2 separate regions of the Sus scrofa genome follow, and region 1 is linked to region 2. The links are chromatin contacts, called in public HiChIP or PLAC-seq maps. All regions are on one chromosome and are shown on one strand. Each heading gives the region's core, a stretch centred on a gene start, on an enhancer-like site or on the middle of the called end of the contact. The rest is flanking DNA. Distances are from core to core; before and after follow the strand shown.

Region 1 (3,519 bases), core at 490-2,989, 320 kb before region 2:
GCTTGCTGCTGTCTGTAAAAGTGTGAAATGTTTGCAGCTTCCCCCAGGCAGGTGACTCAGAGCCTTCTACATCGAGGGCCAGATCTGACTGAAATATCACTCTTGTGTAACAAGATTATTGTTGCTGAGTCAAAAGGAGGCATGATGCTGTGTGTACATTATCACCGTTCTCCTGCATACTTCTTTACTGCGGTGTTTATTTGTTCGCATGCATAGTTTCCTACCCAGCCTTCGTTCTCTGGTGGCATTTACTGTAGTGTTGAAAGAGACTGGTTCATGATTTCTGGCTCTTGTGACTTTGATTCCAATTACTCACCCTTAAGGACCCCTTTCCAGTTATTGCTATAGGTGGAACCAGAGAAGAATAACACACAACATGATCTCTGGTTTTAATTTAATGGCAACTACAGTCTCTTTCCCTATTCAATTATTTTTCTTGGATATGATTCCAGAATGCCTAGTTACAGGGAGAAACCACCACCAAATTAACATAATATCAAGTTTGTATTAATGTACTGGGATGGCATTTAGTGCTGTAAAATCTTGTTACTGTGACTTACAGTGAGGCATAGGAGAAGGAACACGTATTCACTAGCTATTGTAAATGACATGGAGGCAGAAATGTAATTTGTATAAATATATAAAATTTGCTCTATGCATGTATAAACATGCACACAAGGCTTGCTCTGGGGGAAATGAGACCCCTTCTATGTGCTCATTCACTCAGACAACCAACATAAGAGCACAGTCTGATTAAGATGATTCTGTGCAGTTGGACATGGCAAGGGAGCAGCTGCAAGTTGTAGAAATTTAGCAAGTTGCTCAAGATCTAAAGTGCAGTTTTTCCCACAACAAGCACCTTTCTGAGCATCTATTATGTACCAGACATTGAGAATATAGCAGTGGGAAGACAAGAGCTCTGCTTTCCTGGAAGTTATTCTTCATAGAGGATATTCATTAAGGAAAGAAAGAAGAAATTATGAATAGTGATTCCTGCTATGAAGGAATAGGGAAACATGATCAAGAATAATGAGAGAAGGAGGATCCTGGGGAAAGAGGGTACTTCAGGGAGGGGGCTGGTGATTGTAGGAAAGCAGTGTAGTCATCCAAGCCAAAGAACTCCTGCATAGTGCTGCTTAGTACAGATGAGGTGGGAAACAGGGAACAGCTATGGGAGATGGGAAAGTGAAGAGTCTGACTTGCTATTGAGTAGAAAGCATGAAGGAAAGGGAAGAAACAAGGTGGGCTCCCGGGTCTTCTGTGGTCTTTTAGGGTAATTTCACCTGAGGCAATGCTGAAGCCTTCCTGTAGGAAATTCTCTCTTATGGCAAGAACCCCGACTTTTCCTTACAGAAGGAAAGCAGTCTGGCAGGTGAACCATCACACAGAACTTAAGAGGCCAATGTCACAGCTGAGTAGTGTGATCTTAGGCTGATTACTCCCCCTCTCAAAGCCTTGGAACCATGTCACCTGAGCTCCAAAGACCTTATAATGCTTGAAGATACTGAGTTTTTCACTGGTATAGATTGCACATCCCCATAATGCATAAGAGGAACTGAGCCAAATAGAATAGTTGGTGCAGTGCATCCCTCATCACCAGCCCGTAATCCTCGAGGCAATTCCCTATGGGTGCTCATTCTGTGGTTTGTCCCTGTACCTTTCGGTCAGCACAGCCCTGGGAAAGTCCAGTGCAGAGATGGGGCAGCCCAAAAGGCCACCACCAGAGGGCAGCATGCAGCTGTGCACACCCAGATTGGCCTCTGGGGTCATCAGCCCCGCCCCTCCCCTCCACCAGAGCTGGCAGACCAAACTGGTCCTGCGGAAGACTGGTGCTGGGGCAGAATCCTTGCTGCTGAAGCAAACCAGGAAAGGAAGTGTTCCTTTGGGGCAAGGTTCCAAGAAGAGCATGAGAGTATAATTGATGCAGATAATGACAAACCCTAAATGCAATAGCTCACATGGTCTAAACAACAGAGTAAAAATTCTTTTTATCTTTTGCTACCATGCATGGACAACTGTGCACATGGCACTGATAAATGGTTATACACATTCTCTCATTTAAGCTTTGTATCAACCCTATGAGCTATGTCCTCCTTTTTGTCCTTATGTTGCTGATATGGAAGCTTCTGTCAAACAGCATTGACAGAAGTGGTTCTGTGTAACTACAAAAATGTTTAACTACCACCCCACCCCACTCCTCAAGGCTGATATGCATCCACTTAGTATTATTACAGCCCTAGGCTGAGTGCTCTGGGAATAGAAATGAAGTATTATATAGAATTTTGCTCTTGCCTTTGAAGAACATGCACTTTCAAGGTAGAGAGAATAAATTCAGGACCTAAAAACAATACGAGCAATTGTATATAAATCCTGAGGTTGAATAGCTCAGTAAAATTATGTCTTCATAACTCTCAAATGGTTTTCACTCACATCACCCAACTTCTGAAAGCACAGTCACCTTCAAATGTGAAAGGACAAATGAGAGATTGAAGTACAGTCACAACCCTAACCCTTCAATCACTCATTTATCCTCCAAATATGCAACAAGTATCTCTGATTATGATTGATCCTAGATATCACACTGAGACATACCTGGTCCTTGCCCTTGAGTATAATCTAGTTGGGGTGGTAAAAAAAAAAAAAAAAAAGATAGCAAATAAACCAACAAATAATGTGGGATTGCAGTTATAGGTACCATGAATAGTGACAAGTGGTAAACTATTATCTCTGGTGACCTCAGCTCTCGGTCCACCAGTTTCTTGACCTTGGCTCTTAGGATATCCTTTTCCACTCTGGTTACCTGGAAGCCTTGCCTCAAAGCGGTCTTCTCTGCTGTGATCTTGAAGTTTCCAGTCCTTCTGAATTGTGGCCTCTTGTGTATGTTCCTCTCACACACCCTTGGATCCTAGTCGGCCTTTGCTATGCTCTCAGGCTCCCTCCCTGTTTCTGACTTCTCTTGTCCAACCTGGACTCCAGGGAAGGTCAATTTAGTGGTGGTCTTGTTCCTGCTCCAAAATCTCCCTGACCTTCCTCAGAGTCTTTCTCCATCTGAGCCCATGTGTCTTCTGCTCTCTAGGCAGAGTAGGGAAGCTGCTGGCCCTGTAGGCATTCCACGATAAGAGTGAAGGGTAGTTGAGATGAATTTTGTAGGTGGAATTCCTTCATTCATGCCTGCATACCTGTCTGCATGCCCTTCTTTATTCCACAGCTGTCTACTGATCCCTTGCTCTTAACATTGAAGTTGGCATGGAGACACTGCAGAGCAGCCTATGATCAGGAAGGAGCACTCAGGTGGCCTGAAGCATCATGGGAGAGACCAGGTGTCTTGGTGTAAGATGAGGCCAGGGAGGTGGGATTCCCTACCCTGCAGAACCTCAAGGTCATGTTAACACTGTGACCTTGGAGAGAAAGAAACAAAGGAGAGATATTGGGCAGAAGTGTGACATGATTTGATTTGCAGTCTCCTAAAAACCACACTGCTATGTGGGAAGCTGATGAGAAAGGGCCAGGTTGGAGATG
Region 2 (3,507 bases), core at 56-2,555:
TGTTCTAGTCAATAGATGGCAAACTCTGGTTTTGAAAGGTCAATAACTTACACAAGGTCACGCAGGCTCTGAGGTGCAGAGCTGGCACTGGCTGATGGCAAAGCTGTAGTGATGGCAGTGCTGTGCTGCCTCCTGTTTAACACACACGGTGTACTCAGCAGGCACAGCTGAGCATGGCAGAACACTCAGAAGAGACAAACGCCCTTTGACCATCAGTTTCACTTCTAAGAATTTGACTGAAGCTTGAGCAAGTATATAAAGGCCCACGGATAAGGATGCCTATTGCGACATTATTTGAGATGGCATCAGACCAGGGTACATTTTCAGTGAATAGGAGTTCTCTCTGTGGTGTAGCAGGTTAAGCATCTGGCTTTGCCTTTGCAGGATCAATCCCCAGCCAGGGAACTTCCATAGGCCATGAGTGCAGCCAAGGGAAGAAAAAAAAAAAACTAGAATATAAAAAGGCTGTTAAAATGTAGTACAAACTAAATAAATCAGTGTTTCTCTCTGTATGATCTGTTGAGTCTGAATTTTCATGGAAAATGTCAAATTGACTTTTTAAATATCATTGGGGAACAGGCTGTGGGAACTCTTCCCAGGCTAGAGAGAGAATTGGGACTCGAGTATTCTTTTCCTCTCTCTCTCCTCCCTCTTCTTTTTTTGTTTTATTGAAGTAGAGTTGATTTACAATACCGTGTTAGTTTCAGGTGTACAGCACAGTGATTCAGTTATATATGCATGTTTGTATTATGTATTCTTTTTCGGAGTATTTTCCCCTATAGGTTATTGAAAAATATTGAGTATAGCGCCCTGTGCTATAGGTAGGTCCTTGTCGGTTATCTATTTCACATGTAATAGTGTGTATATGTCAATCCCAAACTCCTAATTTATCCCCCACTGATTCCCCTTTGTTATCTTCCTCTCCCTTGATGGCTCTCCAACTCTGAGCACCAAAGTGCCTCGCATGTCAAGGTTCGCCAGACCTAGGAGCTCAACTTTATTTCCAGAAGGAAAGAGAGTTCCTTTACGGGTGCTGGTGCCTGGCCCACCTGTGATAGGTGGGGTGAGCGGTATGCAACTGGGTCCCCTGCCTATGACCGCAGGAGACACTGCGGTTCTCCAGACTCACGCTGCCGTGTGGACCAACCATATGGAAAACGAATACCTGGATGGTCGGGCAAAGGCTTAGGCTTCTTTTTTTTTTTAATTAAAAAAAAGGTGTTATGCTGTTTAACACAGAGCACTGTGCACTTCCCTTTGCATGTGTAGACACAACCCTGCTTGAATCTGTATTAAAAAATAGAATTGGCAATGGCTTTTGCTCCCCCTGAGCTTGCCAAAAAGGTTGGAAGTGAGCATGCTTCTTCCTGCCTCTCTTGGCTGTGTTCCCTCTTAGAAGCTGGTGGAGACAGGATCCTTCTCTTCCATAACTTTCCCTTGAGCGGTAAGTGGGCTAAGGGGTGGGGTCCAGGAGAAGCACCCCCACCTTCCATAATCAAGGAGGTGCTGATGTAGAAAGATCAGGTGCTGGCAACAAAACTGAGGAGCTTCTGATGAAGTTCCCATGCTGTTTAATCCTTAATCATCCCTCCTGGCATACTTCCCATTGCTACTGCTTGCTTAAAATTGGAAAGGACTAATTGCCTCAATCTGTATTTTCTATAAAGCCAAGCTCAATGCAAAACCCACAGGGACTCCTTGCATGATCACCGTGACCTAATAGGCTATTTTATTTGCTTCCAAGAAGCTTCTTCCATCTTCCTCTTACATTCTAAAATTTTCTTAGTCCCAAGTGACAGTCAGCGATATGGGAGATATCGAAATGCTTCCTGCAGAGAAACAAGATGTTAGTTGAATTCCATACCCATCTCTCCAAATGGGTTTAATTATCAATGCGGTTTGCTGCCATGAACGTGAGTCTTTATGGAAATTACCTTAACTATTTTGTTTTTCCTAAAGACTATTCTGGAGATGAAAATAATCATTAAGCCTCACAGCTTCTACACCAAAAAATGTCAGATTGTTTCAGCTAATTAAAATTGAAATTTGAGGGCTCTTGTGATCTCAAATATGTCATTCAAATGTAGGCTTTCTCAGGAGAAAAAGTTTGTTGCACACTTCAGGAATGAAATTACAAGATCCACCCAAGTTATTGCATAAACTTTTGGTTTCTACACAAAGGCTAATCCTGTGCACATGCAGAGAAGCCCAGCCCCAGGTGCTGTCCCTTCTTTGCCAGAGAGACAGCTATCTCTCCTCCTAATGCTTGAATTCTGCCTTTTGTGAAAATTACCTTAAACCCACTAATAGCCACAGGAGGAAAATATAATCAATCCCTAATAACTTGCAGTCAATTTGTTTGTTAAATCTTTCCCTCTCTTGGAACTCAGAGTGTTTTCCTCCCCATTGCTTTCCTTTCGTAGATATGGCTAGAGGAAGATGCATAGGCAAAATGAGTACATATTATTTAGAAAAGAATTTAATTTCTTACCTCCTAATAAGAGATGTGGTAGGACACAACTGCTTGAAGGGAAGAAGGAAGGAAAAGGTTGGGCTGAATGTGGAGAGACAGAAACAGGAGACAGAAGAAAAGGCATGGAGAACCTTAGCCACAGTGGCATTGGGCCAGGATGGAAATGCTTACCAGGGGAGGGATATAGGTAAGGTGTGAGCACAGAATAAGAGAAACACGCCAATTTCTACAGAAGGCATTCGCATCTCTGGTTACCTGTGCACACCAGCTCTGTAAGAGTAACACATTCCGAAAATAATATTTAGACTTGGAGTCTCACTTTTTATGCATGGAGGTGAATTCTAAGAAATCAGAGCCAGTTTCCAGTCCTGAAAGCATTCCAAAGCGATCCTGTTAACAGTCCAGCTCCAACCAGGTAGCCATCCCTGAGCCAAATAACTAAGAATGCAAGCATGGGGGCGTGGGGCTTCTTCGAGCCCTGAAGAGATGTTCTCACAGAAGGGTTTGAGGCATTCTGTGACTTGTGTGACCTCAGGGAAAGTAACTTTACCTGCGGGAGCCTCTGCTTATCAGTAAAATAGATCATACCTCCTCCTGTAAGGATCACTGCTCTATAAACCTTAAACTGCTAGTCAAGGATGTTGGGACCTGTTGACAGTAAGTTTGGGATAAATCACGAGTGTTTATTAGGCTGCCAGAAGAGCAAGCTTGATCTTGGATCTTAATAATGTAAGTATTTACATTAAGATGAGAGTGGTGACAACCTTCTTCTATTGGATAAAAATCTGATCTCACTAAAAGAGATACTGGCAAACTGAATCAGGATATGGTGGAATTTAATAATACTTCTTTACAGCGTAAGATCATATCATTCAGAAAGGCTTAAATAAAAAAAAAATCCAGGGAGTTCCCATTGTAGCTCAGTAGGTTCCAAAGCCAACTAGTATCCATGAAGATGTGGGTTCAATCTCTGCCTCATTCAGTGGGTTAAGGATCCGACATTGCCATGAGCTGTGGTGTAGGTCTCAGGCGTG

Evidence for each region. HiChIP or PLAC-seq counts read pairs in DNA pulled down with a chosen protein or histone mark.
Region 1: a contact with region 2 is called in an H3K27ac HiChIP or PLAC-seq map of alveolar macrophages. The contact joins two enhancer-like sites. A contact is called at or near these places in 5 of 47 Hi-C or Micro-C datasets (heart right ventricle, liver and skeletal muscle) and 2 of 2 datasets of contacts at active chromatin or transcription factors (alveolar macrophages and skeletal muscle).

Annotation. Positions count from the first base shown.
Region 1 is chr2:145,349,896-145,353,414 of Sscrofa11.1, reverse strand. No RefSeq gene overlaps it. Among named protein-coding and RNA genes, the nearest start is that of YIPF5, 320 kb to the left of the region's middle. Within about 2 kb of position 1,739, at least 2 of the 83 cell types and tissues checked have an H3K27ac peak or open chromatin away from gene starts, as enhancers often do. A contact at or near this core is called in alveolar macrophages, where this site is marked.
Region 2 is chr2:145,031,344-145,034,850 of Sscrofa11.1, reverse strand. No RefSeq gene overlaps it. Among named protein-coding and RNA genes, the nearest start is that of NR3C1, 100 kb to the right of the region's middle. Within about 2 kb of position 1,305, at least 5 of the 83 cell types and tissues checked have an H3K27ac peak or open chromatin away from gene starts, as enhancers often do. A contact at or near this core is called in alveolar macrophages, where this site is marked.